Linked DNA regions of Mus musculus: region 1 is linked to region 2. Evidence: chromatin contacts called from public Hi-C data. All regions are on one chromosome and are shown on one strand. Each heading gives the region's core, a stretch centred on a gene start, on an enhancer-like site or on the middle of the called end of the contact. The rest is flanking DNA. Distances are from core to core; before and after follow the strand shown. Region 1 has its middle 24 kb from the start of Gm31651. Region 2 has its middle 18 kb from the start of Gm26344.

What was found. A called contact is a pair of places that touch in the nucleus more often than the background predicts.
Region 1: a contact with region 2 is called in a Hi-C map of bone marrow-derived macrophages, with 4 times the contacts expected there. The contact joins two enhancer-like sites. A contact is called at or near these places in 1 of 15 datasets of contacts at CTCF or cohesin (stem cell-derived epiblast-like cells), 53 of 484 Hi-C or Micro-C datasets (the AML12 cell line, the BV-2 cell line, the Ba/F3 cell line and 30 more) and 3 of 115 datasets of contacts at active chromatin or transcription factors (bone marrow-derived dendritic cells, extraembryonic endoderm stem cells and large pre-B cells).

Annotation. Positions count from the first base shown.
Region 1 is chr3:116,220,258-116,224,911 of GRCm38.p6, forward strand. No RefSeq gene overlaps it. Among named protein-coding and RNA genes, the nearest start is that of Gm31651, 24 kb to the left of the region's middle. Within about 2 kb of position 1,599, at least 42 of the 459 cell types and tissues checked have an H3K27ac peak or open chromatin away from gene starts, as enhancers often do.
Region 2 is chr3:116,045,233-116,050,099 of GRCm38.p6, forward strand. No RefSeq gene overlaps it. Among named protein-coding and RNA genes, the nearest start is that of Gm26344, 18 kb to the right of the region's middle. Within about 2 kb of position 2,024, at least 29 of the 459 cell types and tissues checked have an H3K27ac peak or open chromatin away from gene starts, as enhancers often do.

The sequences.
Region 1 (4,654 bases), core at 349-2,848, 170 kb after region 2:
AAGTTGGACTAAATGTCTTTTGCATTATGCTATGTTTAGGTGTGGCCCCCATAGACTCATATGTTTAAACAAGTCTGTGGGAGCCAGGGAGTGAAATATGATGGTTTGTGTATGCTTGGCCCAGGGAGTGGCCCTATTAAGAGGGTGGCCTTGTTGGAGTAGGTGTGTCACTGTGGTCGTGGGCTGAAGACCCTAACCCTAGCTGCCTGGGAGGCAGTCTTCCACTAGCAGCCTTCAGATGAAGATGTAGAATTCTCGGTTCTGCTGCACCATGCCTGCCTGGATGCTGGCTGCCATGTTCCCACCTTGATGGTAATAGACTGAACCTCTGAACCTGTAAGCCAATTAAACCTGTAAGCCCCAATTAAATGCTGTCCTTTATAAAAAATAATAATAATAAAAATAAAAAGTAAAAGCATCTCACGCGGCTGCCAGAGATGTAACGGCCCATGCTTAAGACTTCCTTTACTTATGTTCAAACTCCCAGGAAATACCAAACTGAGTTTTTCTACGTGCTGGATGAAATACATTTCAAGCCCACTCTGGAGACTTGAAAAAGGTGTGTGGTGATCTCGGGTCTATCGAACAGGGAGGGGCGGCAGAGGAGGGAACACAGCACACCTCAGACAGCATCTTTAACTGCATTACACATCTGCCTGGGGCAGGCTCACTGCTCTGAGCCACTCCTGGCACCTTGGCATTTGCTTTGATAATCGAACACCCCTTCAGGGTGTGAGCAAATGTCCTCTGTCTTTATGATATTCTATTGCTCATAGCTTTCTGGATACATCCACATGCACAGACCTCATATCACCACCCTCTCTGAAGAGGCATCAGGTTCAAAACTGACAAGACTTGTATTGATATGTAAACACCAGGTCGTGTTAGTGTGTCTGACTGATGGGGACTTGGCAGCTGAGACAGACCACTGCATGAACTGTGTCATCACAACAGAAACCAGGCCAAGCCAAAACCTAAAGCAGGATGCATTTGCCAAAAATAAGATGCATTCCTAGCTGGACAGTGGTTAGAAACGGGCTCGAGCTGCATAGACATAAAACACTGGCTGCTTGTTTGTTTACACCCTCTAGTCTTCTGTGTTCCTTCCCAGACTCTGAAGGGAGAGTTAACATAGAAAACTAGTTCACCTTTACCGTCAAATATTTCCTTGGTAAACTCGCTTCAGTCACCCAAAGAGAGGGAAAAAAATCACCATTCATCAATATGGCTAACTCTTGAAACTCTGCCTCCCGCCATCTTTAGAGGAAAAGGATGAAGGAAAACAGCTGCTTCATAACTTTCCCCTGGAAAAACCACAGGAGTTATGTAACCAATGTTTTTCAGCACTAGAAAACTTTTCTCAGAGGAAAGAGTGAATGAGCTAATGAATGAATGAATGGGAGAAAAGGTCTCCAGCCTCAGCTGATTCCCTATAGATTTTTCCAAGCAGACCAGACTCTGGTATTGGAGCCATTAAGAGAGGAATGCAGGAAATGCTACAAGGAACATAAACAAAGAGACCTTGGCTCCTGGGTAGTGACTCCTCACATTTGTCCTTGTGGAGTCTTTAGGCAATCACAGGCAACCGTTCCCAATTCCCTTATCTGAGGATGAAATTTCCCTGACTATGCAGAAAGGAGGCTGCCCTCGGCCTCCCAGAGGAGGCATTTTTGAAAAGCAAGCATTTCCCTTTCTCAGAGCCACCCCCTTCAGAGAAGGTTAGCTTTCCGGGAGAGGCTCCAAACTGTCCAGCAACTCTGCGTCCCTGAATTTCGTACAGAGCGACAGTAAGGAGAAAATTCAAAGAGAGTCCTTAAAAAGAAATAAACAAAACAACTTTTCAGCTGGCACGTAAAGGGGGGAAAGGGGACACAAGAAGACAGTCTGTTCCGAAGGCCTTGGAACCAAGTTAGTCGACGACGCTGGAGCTAGAATCCTGAGTTAGTTCTCAGGTGGGTGTGCCAAGCAAAAATCTTTTTTCCCCCTCATCTTGTTAATTAGTGGCATTTCCATGTAATCCCTAAATTGTCCATATGGTGCTATATATCCACTTATATATGGTACTTATATCCTAATTCCTGGAAATGCTGTCTAGATAAAATTGCATACACAGACTAAGAGAATAAGTTGTCTTGCCTTCGAGCTGACTTCACAGTCTAGTGACAAAGAGATAATACTTTCTTCCAACTGTCATCTCCACTTGTGAAAAGTGGTCCTGCGGTCTGGAATGTTCCCTTGCCCCCGGACACCATAAAGAGGCTGGCAGAGGAGTTTGGTATGACTGGTATAAAGTCCTTATTGCACCAGCATCTAAACACTCTGTAAACACTACTTTCTCTCTCTGCTCCTGTCATTGTTCCAATCACAATGGCCTTGCTTTGCCCGCACACCTGCTGGCCCATTTGCGACAGCCCTGCCTTGTCTCAGGGGCTTTCTCCAAGCTCCTCCGGCTGGCCGTTCATTTGCATATCAGGATGACATCACTATTCTCTGATCCAGCAAGCACTGTCACAAATGAAAAGCATTTGTTCAAGGAGAAAATCTACCTCTTTTTATCTGAACAGACCAGCAGGTAAACCGCCGTCCTGTCGATCTTATTACAAATCTTTTCCACAAGAAACGGAGAAAGAAAGAAGGCACGAGCATTCACGGGGAGCCTCCTGCCTGCTGGAGCTCTAACGTTCAGACCTTACTTTTTGCATTAAGCTTCCTCTGGCCCCAATTTGTGCCATGGGAATTGACTTGGCAGAAGAAAGAATTTCCCCTCAATCTGACTGATTATGAGGGCACCTTGATGACCTTAACGGAACCGTTTCTGTGTGAGACGAAATAGGAACATCAGGGGTCGGAGCCACGGCACCTGCTCATCACTGCTTTTGATTGGCTCACTGGCTTGTTGTTAGGCATTATCAGCGGTGACAGTAATAACTGTGAATCTGGACTGGAGAGATGTCTCAGTTATTAAGAGTGCATGCTGCTTTTCCAGAGGTCAGAAGTTTGATTTTCAGAACGCATGATAGACGACTCATAACTCTTGTAACTCCAGCTCCAAGGGGCTATGAAGCCCTCCATTGGCCTGTCCAGACACCTGCATACACAGGGCAGATGCATACACACCAAGAAAAATACAATAAGACTTTTTGTTTTTATAAACCTGAGAATCTGTTAACAATTTTTTCCAGCCTACAAACTGTCCATTCTCCTGAAAAATAAATAAATACATACATACATACATACATACATACATACATACATACATACATACATACCCAAAATACAAATTGAAAAGGCAGCAGCCCGGAACTCTCAAATGCCTGTCTACTTGCTAAAATCCCAAACCCTGCAGTTACCTTTTGTCCCATTCCAACATGCAAGAAAGACATTTGTCCAGGAAGATGTTGTTCTAACGGCTGAATTCTGCCCTCTCAGCAGTCCAGGATTGAGAACAATCTGTTTGTCAAAAGTCCCTGGAGTTGCATTATCCAAATAAACACAGAGCTCAGGGTCTTCTTCTCCTCAGAGGAGGGGATCAGAGAGCCACAGTTCCTGATCCAGAGCACCAGAGTTTCTCTCATGGCTTTTACATTTCAAATTTCCCAATGGAAAGCTTTGTTACTTTTTAGTGGTCTTTTCTCATCACCATAGACAGAGGTGATCGCAGGTTTAGGAAGGTAGCAACTTGATCTCAGAGAGGACTGGGGTGAGGATGCAAGATGTGCTAAGAGGATGTCACAGAGTGTCTGGGACTACTTTTAAATACGAATCCATAAGGTTCTCTTGGGTTGCGTCGTGATGATGTCTAGGTTACTGTTATGGTTTGGATATGAAACATCCACTGAAGGCTCATACTTCAAAAGGTAGGTCCTCAATGTAGCAATGTTCAGGGGTGGAGCTGAAATTGGAGTGATTGGACCATGGCAACTTTAGCCTCATCATCGGATCAGTCCACTGATGGGTCCATGACTTTATAGGTTTTGAGGGGAGATGAAAACTTAAGAGACAGGATGTAGTGTAAAGAAAGGGGCCATTCGGGGCATGCTTCTACAGGTTATCTCTTGCCCAGATCTCCTCCTTCCACTTTTACTTACTGAATGGCATGAGGCAAGCCTCTTCCTCCACCACCCACTCCTGCTGCCATATCTTCACCTCCACCATTTTAAAAGCAAGTGGACAGGTGCTGGTAGAACCTCTCAGGGAACCAGTTCTACCAGCACCTGACCAATACAGATGCAGATATTCACAGTCAACTATCAGACTGAGCCCGGGGACCCCAGTGGAAGAGCTAGGGGAAGAACTGAAGGAGATTGCAACCCCATAGGAAGCACAATATCAACTAACTGTACCAGAGCTCCCAAAGACTAAACCACCAACCAAAGAGTATACGTGGAGTAATCCACGGCTCCAGATACCTATGTAGCAGAGGATGGCCTTATCTGACATCAATAAGAGGGGAGGGGAGAGATGCTTGATGCCCCAGCATAGGGGATGCTAGAGCCATGAGGCAGGAGTGGGTGGGTAGGTGGAGGAGCACCCTCATAGAGGCAAAAGGGAGGGGCAGAGGGGGGATAGGATGGGGGAATTGTTGAGGGGTAAATGGGAAGAGGGGATATCATTTGAAATATAAATGAATAAAATGATTAATAAAAAATAAAAT
Region 2 (4,867 bases), core at 774-3,273:
CATTTTTAGAAAGTGCTTTTTTTGTATTGAATCAAAATCTGCCTCCTTGATTCTATCTGCCCCTTGGACTTTTATAGATTTCATTTCTATAGCATTAGTCTTCACATTTTAGAAAGACATTGAATTACATTTATTTAGAACATCATTAGGATGATTTGTCTTACCTAGACACCACCACCAATAGGAAGAAAAACGTTTGCCACCCAGTAAAGGATTTAATTCCAGTATGTATAGAGCATGGACCAATCTGAAGTAGGAAGAACAAGAACAGTGACAAGTTTGGTGACAACTTTCAGTCAGAGAAACAGTCTTCATTTTCTTGTCCGACATTCTACTGAAAGGTACTGTTATTATTGGGTATTTAATGGCATGTATTGTAGGCTATACTATGGAGATTCATTTGTGGCAGGGATATTTTGCATTTGAATATGCTCATCAGAATGTGTCTTTGCAAAATTACCGTACTGCCGTTGCCTAGTTTCATTGCCATGTCAACTCCACATGGGAAAGACCAAGTATTCTGTCTAGTTCCAGTTCACCACCTCTGTGCTGTCACTGGCAATGAGATCTCCCAGGCTCCGTAGAGCACGGGGTTCAGTACTCCTGCCCATTCCTTCAGCTTGCTGTCTACCCAGATGTGAGCATTTTCTTCTCTGTAGTGGTTCTCATCCATGTCTCTTTGGCAATAGAGAGAGGAGACCCTCATCACTGTGTCATTCAGTTTCTGCTCCCCTTTATCACACCACCTTCCTATTTTCTCCTACAAGGATACCAAAGCCACAATCATTTTCCTTCAGCTCCTGTAACCCAGAAGTTCTCAACTGTAGATCTCAACTCCTTTAGGGTCAAACAACCCTTTCATAAGGTGCACATATAATTTATCCTGCATTATCTGTTCTTTACATTATGATTCATAACTAATAAAAGTACAGTTATGAAGTAGCAACAAAAATAATTTTCTGCAGGGGTCGCCACAACATTAGGAACTGTGTTAAAGGGTCACGGTATTAGGAAGATTGGGAACTATTGCTGTAACCAAATTTAAAACCTATAACCTATGAATATTTTAAAATATGCATCAATTTTTTCCTTTGCCTCTATCCCAAGTCATTTAATGCCTCCCCTGACTTTTCCTCTCCCACTCTCAGATTATTCAACTTATGATTTTGGTCCTGGACTTCCCCACAAAACTCCAAATCCACTCTGGCCAGCACCCATCATCCCTGCACACTTATTTATTCACCCACTGTGTTTACACTGATTGTTCTTCTCTTTGCCAACGCTAATGCCCACAATAATTCTATTTCCTCCATGTTTTTTTCCCAAATTGTTGTGGGTATTATTCATCTCCCCTTAAGACTTCTATTGTGAACCGTAAGATAAACAAAGTGAATAAAACAAATGAGTTCAGTTTACCCACTGGGTGTAAGAAAGAACACCCATGCATCCCTCAGAAATGGGAAATAGACGTTCAGAATTCTGGAAGCAGGTCCTGGACTTCATGCCTCCTTCTCCAATCAATTGTATGGTACTAACAGTTTGTACTTTACAGATTAGAACTTAGAGCAATTAACTTCTGTCTTGCCTTGCCTTATGCCTTAAATATGTTGATTTTATTCTTTGTCCTTAGTGGAGCTCTGGAAGGGCAGAGAGTATACAGATTCTTCTGTAGAGATCCCACTGTCTCACAGTGCTAAGTATTATGAGTCAATGAGCACATTATTTTTGGTTGATTATAGACTGGGAAAATCCAACACAGGAGACAACAATGCATACCCCCATGTTTAAGGCAGAACATTATGATGATATCTTTCAAAAATACCACCACTTAGAAAAAGCCAAGCTTCTACTTTCTTGGGTTCATTGCCCACATATTGTGTTCGTACAGACTTTCAGTTTTCATTCCCTTTAAATGGCTTGCAGCTTTCTGGGAAAGTTCTCAGGGAATTTCCAGTTTTTCAAAGCAGAACACACAGGAATGCCTTGCTAATGAATAGGAGTCCATGGTAACAGAGTAGACGCACAGAAGATTGGCTCCCGTCTGCAGCTTACAGAGTTCCTGCAATCTCAAAGCAGCCGTCTCTCCTGCTCTGCATAGCTTTCTCATTTATAAGACTTCAGACTGTATGTGGTATCTTTCTGATTAAACACATTAGCAAATGTTAATAAGCATCTTGCAGCTTAGAAGTTTTATCACGCAGGACTTGAGACTCCCACGCTACAACACAGAAATTATATGATATATAAAATATGCATTGTAAGAAACAGTAAAAAAAAAAAAGTAGGAAATTGACATTTAAAAAGAGTAACCTCTTAAGTTCTTAATGGAAGGAAAATGTTCAATTGAAGGGAATGGTGCATCACGTAGAGAGCTTGTTTAATATTCATAAATCCCTGAGATCGAGCCCCTGGAACTATATAAAAAGGGGTGGTGATATACACCTGTAATCCTAGCACTTGGGAGGTGAAGGCTAGAAGGCCATCTTTAGTTATGTAGGCTAGCTTAGGCTGTGTGAGACCCTTTAAAAAAAATAAAAGGTGGGTCATGAGGCTGTCAGATTGTAGATTCAAGTCCAGTCAAGGTGACATAGAAAATCTAAGGATCTGAGGTCCCTATGGGCTGAGGTTAGTTGATTCTATGGTTTCTTGTATTGTCTCTGATCCCTCTGGCTCCTATAGTCCTCCTCCTACCCCCCTTTTCCATAGGATTTCCAAAGCTTAGCTTAGTGTTTGGCTGTGGGTCTCTGCAAACGTTTCCTTTAGTTACTTGGTGAAGCCTCTCTGATGATGGTTATGCTAGGCTCCTGTCTGCAAGTAGAGCAGAATGAAGTGGAAACTTAGGGGTTCTTTGGAGAGTCAGTTGTATCTGATGGTATTTTGCTGGGGCAAACATGTGAAGGAGTGTTTTCCTGAAGTGGACACAGGTGAAAGGCTAAGGCAGACTTTTGAAGGAACATTTCGCTGAAACAGACACAGGAGAAAAGATGTTTTGTTAAAGCAATCATGTGAAAAGGCACGTGATGAGGAATTCTTTGCCAACAACACACATGTATTGGTCCACCTTACATGGCATAGTTGAGCTGCATTTGTCAAGACTCCATAGAGAGAAATGCACCAAAAACTTCTGGTGGTATATTTTTCTTGCAGCTTCTTGCAGTTTCTTGCAGCTTCTGTGGACTTGGGCTGGTTGGCAGAGTAATGTCAGCTGAAACAGACTCCCATGCTGGGGCAAGACAGGTGCTAAGGCAAGACCCGTGGAGGATAAGTGATGTTTGCAGGGAGTATAAAATAGAATTCAACTGACAGTGACAGAGGCAGAGCTAGCCTTGCTGGTAGAGTTAGTTGTACAACACTTATTGGTCTAGAGTCTTCACTGATATTTACTTCTCTGAGAAAGGCACAGCTGAGAACTTCTTCTGGTGTCCCTTTGGGTACCCCCCTTCTGACTTGTGCTGAGGCTGGGGACTGGCTGCCTCGGCTAGGGAGTGCCACCATTGCTGATTCGTGTCTGCTATCCCAACTCTACCGAACTGGACTGCTGGTATATCTGTGAAGTGTTTGTGAGTGGATCAAGCCACTGAAGCTAGCCTGTGAACTGAACTACCAATTTCCAAACAACACAAACAGGAGTTGCTTCAAAGAACCTATCTAAACAGGTCCATTTCCCCCATATCCTTTCTTCCCCACTACCTCTGGTGGGCGGTGTGCTACGATGGAGGTAAAAACATTTGAGAACAATCAATAAAGGTAGATTTTGAAAACATTAAAGTTATAACAGAATACCATTAACAGTGTCAGGGGTGGGCTTTCCCTCATGGCATGGGTCTCAAGATGGAACAGTTATTTGTCAGCCATTCCTTCAGTTTCTCCATCTTTACTCCTGTACAACTGTAGGCAGGACACATTGTAGGTCAACGGTTTTGTGGCTGCATTGATGTGGAAATCGCTCCATTAGAAGTCTTGCCTGGTTTCAGGAGTTGGCCAGTTCTGCCTCCATATCCCACATTGCTAGGAGTCTTAGCTAGGTTCACTCTCATGAATTCCTGAGAGTTTCCATTGCCCTAGGTTTCTAGCTTGTCCCAGAGTTGTGTCCTATTCCAGTTCTCTCCCAGTACTCTCCCCGACATAATCCCTTCTGTTGCTATTCCCTCCAACCCCCATTCTACCCCCACCCCAAATAGGTGCCCACAGAGATTGAACTGCCAAGCAGGGAGCATGCATGGGACTGACATAGTTCCTCTGCACATATGTGACTCTTGTGTAGCTTGGCCTTCATATGGGTCTCCTAACAGGGGGAGCAGGGTCTTTCTCTGACTCTGTTGCTGCCTTTGGGACACTTTTTCCTTACTGGGTTGTCTCTTCTAGCCTTAATAGGAGAAGATGTGCCTTGTCTCACTGCAACTTGCTATGCCAAGGTTGGTTAATATTCATGGGAGGCCTTCCCTTTCTAAAGAGAAATGGATAAGTAGTTAGGGGATGGGGAGGGGAGGGGGCACTGGGAGGATAGGAGGGGAGGAAGTTTTGGGCAAGATGTTAATTAATTAATTAATTAATTAAAATAATAAAAAGAATATCTTAGGTCCTTCTTTTTCTTTCTTTCTTTCTTTCTTTCTTTCTTTCTTTTTTTTTTTTTTTTTTTTTTTTTTTGAGACAGGGTTTCTCTGGGTAGCTCTGGCTCTCCTGGAACTCACTCTGTAGACCAGGCTGGCCTTGAACTCAGAAATCCACCAATCCGCCTGCCTCTGCCTCCCAAGTGCTAGGATTAAAGGCGTGCACCACCACCGCCCAGCTATCTGAGCTATACAGAGAGACTTGATTTGAAGAAAAGATGTGTATAATATGCTAATGATGTCATCATAAGATGGTA